2 separate regions of the Mus musculus genome follow, and region 2 is linked to region 1. The links are chromatin contacts, called in public HiChIP or PLAC-seq maps. All regions are on one chromosome and are shown on one strand. Each heading gives the region's core, a stretch centred on a gene start, on an enhancer-like site or on the middle of the called end of the contact. The rest is flanking DNA. Distances are from core to core; before and after follow the strand shown. Region 1 overlaps Gm11958 (predicted gene 11958). Region 2 holds the start of Mtmr3 (myotubularin related protein 3).

Region 1 (4,623 bases), core at 726-3,225:
TCTGGTCCCAGCTGGCTCTTCCACAGGCTGTGTGACCACAGCTGAGTCATAGTCTCTGACTGACACGTCCCTTATCTACAAAGGCTGGAAGTAAGATGAGAGGCTTTTTGAGGTCCTCCCCAGCTCTGAGACTCTGTAACGGCAGACATCTTTAAGGATGAAAAGCAGAGATGCTGAGCTAAAACAGATGTGGCAGGTAAAAAGGTGGATGAGTGATTGGGTCATGTTTTTCTCTCCAGTGTCCCATGTTGACATGGCCTTGGGTGAATTCTGCATTTATTATGTGTGTGTGTGTATATACACACACACACACACACACACACACACACACACACACACACACATATATATATATACATATAATTTATTTATTTTTATTTTATGCACATTGGTATGTTTTTGCCTGCATGTCTGTGTAAGGTTGTCAGATCTTGGAGTTACAGTCAGTTGTGAGCTGCCATGTGGGTGCTGGGAATTGAACCTGGGTCCTCTGGAAGATCACTCAGTGCTCTTAACCATGAGCCATCTCTCCAGCCCCATATTTATTCATTTTAATAGGTGGTCAACACAACATCTGTTAGCTGGAACTTCCAGCAGAGAACCTGATCATAGCTCCCACCTGCGGCTCTATCTCCTTCCTGAACAGCCTGTACCAAGGAGGACCTTCAAAGCCACAGGTTCCTTGAATGGTCCCTAAGCATTCTTCTCATCTCTCGGATCCCTCCCACTTCACCACCTCCCACATTCGTCCAGAGGGTTGGGGGATGCCCACGCCCTGACTGTGTCTCCCCAGGGGCTGACGCTGGCAGGGAGGTGACATCAGCTGATATGGCCAGGCAGAGACAGAGGATGGGCTCTGAGGGTAAAAGGGCGACAACTTCAGCTAGCAGGCAGCTCTGCAGGTCCAAGCTCATTCTAGAGCAGCCCCTCCCCCCACTCTCCTTCACAGCCTTGGTTTGTTTTCACTGTGCTGGTCCCCTGTCCTCGAAAGCTGATGGACCCTGGAACCCCATTCCAGAGGGAAAGCTCCGCTGGAGTCCTATGCTGAGAAGGGTCTGTAAAGACCTAGGTGAGGTGCCTAAAGGCTTGTTGAGAGGCAGTACCAGGTCATGCTTCAGACAGAGTTGCAAGGCTAAGTAAGTCCCAGTCACACAAAGCCAACAGTTCCATCTTTTAAGAGCCTGGGACATGTTTTTAAACTGTGGCTTTCTAATCAGTGACGTTTTGCCCTTTGCTGGCGCCCAGGGCTCCAGGCATCTGGACCCGGAACACGGATATGTGTGGGTGGGATGGGGAACTGTGCTGGCTGGCCGGAGACAAGAGTCAGTCTTTGTCTCCATCTTCACGTGCACCTGCCATCCTCAAACTCTTGAAAAACCTTGTGACTTTTACTTTCCAAACCTCTCTGAGCCTGGGGGGATGGGGGTGCCGGCCGGAGCCCACAGAGCCACATTCCGGTCATTCCAGCCTCCTCACAGCTCCTGGTACTGTAGCTGCTGAGCCTTCAATGTCCAAAAATTCCAGCTGACTCATCTGTGGGTGAACAAGGCCAATTTGAGGGGCGGGTTGTATCTCGTGGGGGCTATCTCCGTGGAGGTCCCCAATTCAAAAGGTGAGCAGGGCACGGAATGGCAGCCTAGATGTGGTTTCTGTTTGAATGACATTCAGGTGTCATTTGAGATGTCGGTACGAGGCAACAGGTAAGACACGGCTGTGCAGTAGGCCTTGACTGTGACCCCAGATCCCGGCTGGCTCCATCATTACCACTGTGTGGCCCTGTTAACCCTGGGGGTCTCAGACATCCTGTGAAGATGCTGAGAGCAGTGGTTCCCAAGCAGTAGAGGGAGATGAAGCAAGAGCATGCAAATGAGCATGCTTGCTTGTCTTGACCAACTGGAGCTGCTTAGCAGTGATGACCCGGATCGGGATGTCACCCCTTTGATGCAATGACGTGAGACCTGCTTCCGGGTGGGCAGGCGGGTGTGTAATCATAGCTCACTCGGTCCCATGGGACAAAAAGGCTGCCAAGTTGCATGGTGGTGGGAAGTCCCTGCTTGTTTTGGGATTCAGACTGGCATTTCTCTCTGAATTTCCCCATCAGGCCAGAGTAGGGCAGCTGAGCCCCCTGTGCGTCGGGTTCTGTGACCACAGGCAGGGAACAGGGCTAAGGGGAAAGGGCAGGGGCTTCTTTTCTAGTGTTCACAACTCCAGATGGCTTTTCTAGTGTTTCTCCAGACGCTGCTAACAAGGTCCATGCCAAGTTCCTCCTGCCTCTCCCTAGACTTGTCTGATGCCAAAGCATTTCTCAAAAGGGGGAAACACGGGCCTTCAGCCACTGTGTCCTCACGGGTTCACAGAGCCCCCAGCTTAGCCCCGCCCCCAGGTTGTCTTCCCAGGGACCACGGGGGATCCTGAGGTGTGGAAACAGGGTAGGTATGGAAGGCAATATGACCCTGGGATTCTGGTTCTCTGTTTTTATTGCCTACTCAAGGAAGACACGCAAGAGGCAGACACAAAGAGCCGGGAGACTCACACCTGTCCGTCCTCGGCAGGCTAGCGCTGAGGTTAAGAGACAAATAGCTGTGGGTTCAAATCCTCACCCTACTTTAGATGTGGGCCTTGTCTCTCATGTAAAGTGACTGTGACAACTGCCATCTCTGGAATTGTCTTAGTGTGCAGTATGGTGTCCCACACTCACGAAATTACGCTTATTTTGTCCTCCCAGATGAGGGCTGGTTTAGCTTTGCTGAACTTCCCATCTTCCAGATGGAGAAACTGAGACCCAGAGGCAGTTGGTGGGAAGAGAACTCAGCTGCTGTTTCCACATCTCAGCCACCTTCCGGGTCAGCTCCAGAAGGAAGAAGTCCCAGTGTCTGCTCTGGCCGCCTGGGGCAGCTCTCAGGGCTCCTGCCAAGAGCTGGTTTGGCAGCTGTTCTTCTCCTCTGTGCCCATCAGCATTGGTCCAGATGTTCCAGGCAGCAGCCTGGGAGCTCTGTCAGGTTTTGCTTGGGCTCTCCTTCCTCATAGCCTATCAATTCCCCGCCCCCCCTCAGGTCTCTAGAAATGTCTCTGTTAGCTGGGGAGAGGGCTGGGGTGGCTGGATAGCTTGTAACATGTCCCCTGGAATGGCTACAACACAAATTGGTTTGCCTTAGTGTTTTCTACTTAGATATCATTAGCTTCCAATCCCAACATGGCCAGTGCCCTGTAAACTGGGAGCCTGGAAATTCTGGTGACCTAAGGCAGCAAAACAGAACAAGTTCCCTCCCCGCGTGTGGAGCTTCACCGACTGACCCAGACTCTGGGAGGCAGGTGCCCTCGCCTCTTTTTCTGACCGAGAATCTGAGACTCAGCTGTTGTCTGTGTTTTCTCCACAATGGGTGGCTAGAGACCTGTTCTGTACCAGTGTCGGCTGACCTGTACAGTCTATGTGAGACAGACTGTCAGCTTTTTTTTTTTTAAGATTTATTTTATGTATGTGAGTACACTGTTGCTGTCTTCAGACTTCAGACACACCAGAAGAGGGTGCTGGATTCTATTGCAGATGGTTGTGAGCCACCATGTAGTTGCTGGGAATTGAACCCAGGTCCTCTGGAAGAGGAGTCAGTGCTCTTAACCACTGAGCCATCTCTCCAGCCTGACTGTCAGCTTTAAACAGAAGTTAGTCCTGTGCAAAGTCCTGGGCTCTGTGTGGTCATCAAAGGGTAGGTCATGTTGTTGTTTCACAGAGCCTCATAAGGCTCCTGGAGAGAAGAGCTACCAGGGATGTGTGAAAACCAGGGTACAGCTTGGTACGGTGCACATGGGACATACCAAGGGACTGTTTCATCTCTTGACAAATCCAACACAAACCCAGAAAGGCATCTGTGTTAGGAAGGATGGGTGTGCATGTGCGAGAGTGTGTTTTCATAAGTGTAAAGGTTCATGTGTGTTAAAGTGTGTGTGTGTGTGTATGTGTGTGTGTACACGTGTGCCTAAGAGTATGAGGGTAAATATTTGACAGGATCTTGTATAGCCTAGGCTACCCTTGGCTTTGGGATGACCTTGAACTTCCTATCCTCTGCCTCTGTCCTCTACCCCGTGGACTAGAGGCAAGTGCTACCGTGCCCAGATGTCTAGTTTGTGTTACACTGGAACTCCAATCTAGGGTTTTGTGTATGCCAGTGCATTCCCGTGGGAGGTGGGCCTCCAGCCCCAATTTTGGTTTTGTTTTGGTTTTTTTGCTTGTTTGTTTGTTTTGTCTTGTTTTACTGTGTAGCCCTGTCTGTCCGGAAACTATGTAGATCAGGCTAGCCTCGAAACTCTCAGAGATCCACCTGTCTCTGCCTCCCCAGTTCAGGGATTAAAGGTGTGCATCACCACGCCCTGCCCCCATAAATCTTTTAAAACACACTTATCTTTACAATCAATCAAGAGGCAGCAGGCAAGCATGCAGATGCAGATCCAGTCCTTAGTGGTAGCCACTCCCTCTTAGGCCCACAGCCTCATCAGGCCCAGCTTCCTGGGCCTGGTTGCTCTGGGCCCACAGCTGGCTCTGTACCTCAGGGAGTGGCCCTGTTCTATCCAGGGCAGATTAACTTCCCTGGGACCGGCTTTGTTTTGGCTCAAGAAGTAACAGCAGAG
Region 2 (4,623 bases), core at 758-3,257, 290 kb after region 1:
GTTTCTCATACCAATACTATTCATTTGATTTTTTTAAAAAATCTGAAAAGAAAATTCTGTGAGAACTATGGTAAGTAGTGGGGATTATCAGGAAACAAAACAGACAAGGTTTCTGGTGTTAGTGAACAACTGGGTGAGCCTCTCTATGATATGTCAGAATACAACCCTATGCAACTGTTAACACTTTCTTCCACCTCTTCCAAAACTGTAACAATCCTCAACACACCTTTGAAATATGAATTTATCTCTTGGTAACTCAGAATTCCACTTTATCACAGAAAGCAAAAACTAGTGCTGTTAAGAGGGTCTTTAAACTGACTTTACCATACCTCACAGCCTGGAGCAAATTTCAAGAACTTGTCACAACCTACAGTACACCTTCCAGGTCCACAACCCTGGTCTCAAATGACTGTAACACACCCTGCTACCCTCCACTTTACTGGAAACCTGAGCCAGATGGTTTAGAAGTAACTACAATGTTGGCATGTTAGAAAGCACCTTTAGGACCCCTCTGTGGGCCAGAAGCAGACTTCAGGCCTCACTTCCTTTATTTTCCTCTAGGTTTTTGGACATACGTTCAGCTATACAACATTTAATTTGATAAAATGTGTTCTGATGCCTTGTGAACAAATTCATTATGCTGCTCACAGTTACCTAAAAAGTAAAAATGGTAGGGGTGAAATATGTCTTCATAGGCAATCACTCTAACCTTCTAGAAGCTTCCAAATTTAGTTTAATAACATATTGCATAGTGTTTACCCACAACGGTGTCATTCTGTAAACTCTTCTACTCAGTCAAGCATGGAAAAGAAGTCTTTCACTGGCCATCAACGCATGTTATTTGGTTTCCAAGTAAAAAACACAGAAACATTGCAGAATCTCAAAGAAGGCCTCCTTCACATCCCCACAAACAAGATCATTTTGATACAGAACCATCTACCATTCAATCGTAACTTCTGACGGCTCACTGTTCACAAGAGGAACGAGGCTGAGCCTCCACTACAAGAACACATGCACTTTTAATACAAAAAAAAAAAAAAAAAAGACCCTAAATGTCAAAAAGCCAAGTGGATGTCAAGATAGTAAGAAGAATAAAAACGTAAACTTCATTCTGACAATGACTGAACATTAATATCTAACAGAAACCTGTGTGTAAAACTCACAAGTGAGATGATCTGACTCCTGGTGGCCTAACAGAGTGTGCAAACTCTACTTCCAATTTTTGAAATAAGTTTTCTGGCCCCAACAATACCATCTTGGGTCATGAAATGCAATACATCCAGTACAATTTCAACCCAAGAAATAATACTGATCTTTTGCAGAGCTACTTGAGCAGTGTTCCCCGAGCTCCTCCAACCACCCCTGGACCTTCGTTCCCCTTCAAGCACTACCAGGTCAGGAGGATGCCCTGCTGCAGTTAGGCTGAGGCCCGCACAGCTCGCCCGTGGTTTCCAACAGCACGACCTCCGGCCTCTCGCCACTAAGGACTCCCACGGTCTCGACCAGGGCCTCGGGCCACACGCTCACCTCCCGGAGGCCCGGGAGCGTTTTCCAGGGCGCCCCAGCCGCAGCTCCCAACACTCCGAGTGTTACCCACCGCCAGGTTCAGGATGGCCGCCGAGCTCGGCGACCCCGCCTCCCCCGACTCGCCCGACCGGGCCTCGGTGCTCCATTCTGAGAGCTTGCCCCGGGAGGCCGCGGCCAACCCAGCCCTCGGCCCGCCGCCGCCTCCCCGGCCGGTGACAGCCGCCGCACTCGGCCCAGGTCCGCCCCTCCTCCAGCACCTCCTCGCCACCAGAGCCGGAGGGTGGGCTTCTTACCAGGCGGCAGGACATGGCGAGGCCCGCCACCGCAGGGCCTCCTCCGCCACCCCAGGAGGCTGCCAGCCAGGGTCGGCGGGGGCCAGCGCCTGGGCCGCTGGAGCGTCTCCGCCGGCTGCTCCGCCGCCGCCGCCGCCGCTGCCGCCGCCGCCTTCTCACAACCACAACAACATGGCGGCAGCGGCCACACAGAGCGCGCTCCCGAGACCGATCGGAGCTGAGAGCGGGGGCGCGCGCGCACGCTCCGGCGCGCTGTCCGCTGTGGGATGGGGGGCGGGGGGGAAGACTGGCCGTCACGGGATGGGCGAGGGCGGGGCCTGGCTCGTTGGTCACGCCCCAGGATGTGGGCGGGGCTGCAAGTCACCAGACTGTGGCTGCAGAGAAGCGTCAGGAGGAAGAAAAGAAAAATGAGAAGTGAATAAATAAACCGTTACGAATTAAGAAAAAGAAAAACAAGGTTTAGAAAGATTTTTCAGGCTTCTTTTCCAACTTAATGGACCAAGACAGCACTTCAGCTTACTCTACTTTCTATTAAAACTAAGAACAGTAGTGATATTATATCCCCAGCAAGTATAGTCAATATAAAACTAACTTAATACCGTGCATGTAAATATAGTGTGCTATAAGTTATGCCCAGAATACAAGTTCAAACTGCCTCAACGCCAGCTCCTAATAAAAAAAACCTCAGTGCTCAAAGAAAAGCAAGGGGGAAAAGAATCCCTACTTTGACTGGCCTCCAGAAGAGCCCCATAGTCTAACACTGTAATACCTTATTTTAGGTCAGCAGTCCTCGGGGTCTCAAATATCCTGAACCTCAGATATTTACATTATGATTCATGGTAGTAGAAAATTACAGTTATAAATTAGCGAGGAAAGTAAGTTGGGAGTCAGCATACGTGAGGAACTATATTAAAGTCACAGCGTTTAAAGGTTGAGATCTACTGGCTTAGGTCCTAACAAATCCTCAAAGATATTTCACTTCCTTAGATGAATTTTAACATGACCTTGATTTTTTATCAGAAGACAAGTAAATGAAATTTATCCCTGTATTTGTTAAATTGTTTATCTCCCCCCCCCCATTATTTGTTTCTTTGTATTCAACATTATTGCCTCTCTGCCCCCACTGGAGTTTAAGAATAATTAGAAAAAAAGGATGCTGTCTTATTTGTCATTATGTCTCCAGAACCTAAAATTGCACAACACAATAGCCAGACAAATCTCCTAATTATGGAAGAGCAAGTGTTTATATTTATCTAGTTGAATCTTCATAAATGGTCAGGCCTATCTTTATTTTACAAACAAAAAAAAAGTAAAACCCAGAATAAGTTGAATTTAACTTAAACTTCAAACCCAGGCCCAGATAACAACACAAACTGTCCTATTACTCTCTGGGCTACCCACCACATCACAGAATCTCAAGGAAGGTCAAGGAAGGCACTACATCACAGATCAGTTAGCAAAGACTTCCCACCGCCCTCCAAGGACCTGTCTTCCTCCTCTTCAATGCAGCTGATTGTGTCTCCGTTTTCACCTTCACTAGAAAAGCACAGGCTAAATTGGAAGTACAATGATTGCACCTCTTGGGTCAAAAAAAAAAATCTTTTGGTAGTGATAGCAGTAAACTATACACTTTCATTTATAATCCACTGTCCTGGTTTCCCTTTGTGTATATTCTCATGGCCTTTGTGGGACAAGAAAAAAAAATAGAGCATCAAATAGATGGACAACAGGACACACAGAGTAGACAGACAGACTGCCAGCAGTGGGGAACCTGAACTGGAGCTAGCACTTCACTGCCAGGACAATCCCTGCTGGATGGCTGGACACTGATAAAGTGGCTCCAGGTAAACAACTCAGGCAACAGGAAATTCACACCTGCTCCACCAATCCCACAGCTCCCACAGTCCACATGGAAAGAGCACATGGATCAGCTTGTCGCTTGCCTCTCTGTTTATCAACAATAACAATTTGCTTTTTGATCTGGAGTGAGAAAGGAAATCTTTGACTGAATCCTCGACCAGTATTTAAAATGTTTGAAGAAATTTTACTGTACCCTTGAATTCATGGTGTGCACCGAATCTTTTAGCTTGCACCAAACCACTTCAGCCTTAGATGTAGATGAAACAAGAAGGCCAGAGTTTGAACTCAAGTGATCTGATGTTGAGGGACATCTGTGCACATCATACTTCCCTTCCTCTCCACTCCTGGAAGCCTGGAAGGCAGATATTAGGAAATTGTCTCTAAATACAAAAGAGCAAACTCTGCATGGCCTGGAAAACTCCCTTTGTAGGGGCTGAGGATACAGCGTGTGTGTTGAGCGCACACCAGGCCCTATTTTTAACAAGCAGGAAAAAAAAAAAAAACCTTTCTATATTCAAAATAAGATTACAGTGACATTGATAACATTTAAGGAGAATATAATTACTTCAGCAAAAATGCCTGAAAGTGATCATTTTCTTAAAAACAATGTAATGCATATGCCATTATCAAAATCGTTACTTTTATTCTGTATTCAGTGGTAGGAATCTAAAACAAGGCAAGCATAGCACTGTGTGTGCTTGAATTAAAATTTCCAGTAAGTATAAAAATATCTCCCAGGATTTTTCTGACAGCACATGGTACCCCTACTGGTGGAAATGGATCCATTTCATTCCCGTTCTAATTCAGTGTAGAGCAATGGCTTTTGAAGCATGGCCCACAGGTTCTTCAGGTAACCTGAAACGCTCAGGGCTCTATTTGGTTCAAAGTCTTTTCATAATAATACCAATTAGTAGCTTGTCTTCTTATCATGTTGATATTTATA

Evidence for each region. HiChIP or PLAC-seq counts read pairs in DNA pulled down with a chosen protein or histone mark.
Region 2: a contact with region 1 is called in an H3K4me3 HiChIP or PLAC-seq map of embryonic stem cells, with 14 read pairs. The contact joins the promoter of Mtmr3 here to the enhancer-like site in region 1. A contact is called at or near these places in 1 of 39 promoter capture datasets (frontonasal cranial neural crest), 1 of 484 Hi-C or Micro-C datasets (embryonic stem cells), 3 of 115 datasets of contacts at active chromatin or transcription factors (bone marrow-derived macrophages, embryonic stem cells and pancreatic cancer cells) and 1 of 9 other capture datasets (adipose tissue).

The regions. Positions count from the first base shown.
Region 1 is chr11:4,297,961-4,302,583 of GRCm38.p6, forward strand. All of the region lies in intron 2 of Gm11958 (predicted gene 11958), which reads left to right. Among named protein-coding and RNA genes, the nearest start is that of Gm11958, 15 kb to the left of the region's middle. Within about 2 kb of position 1,976, at least 103 of the 459 cell types and tissues checked have an H3K27ac peak or open chromatin away from gene starts, as enhancers often do. A contact at or near this core is called in adipose tissue, embryonic stem cells and pancreatic cancer cells, where this site is marked.
Region 2 is chr11:4,592,783-4,597,405 of GRCm38.p6, forward strand. It overlaps Mtmr3 (myotubularin related protein 3), which reads right to left and starts at 2,008. Exons shown (of 19, transcript NM_001373897.1): 1 at 1,821-2,008.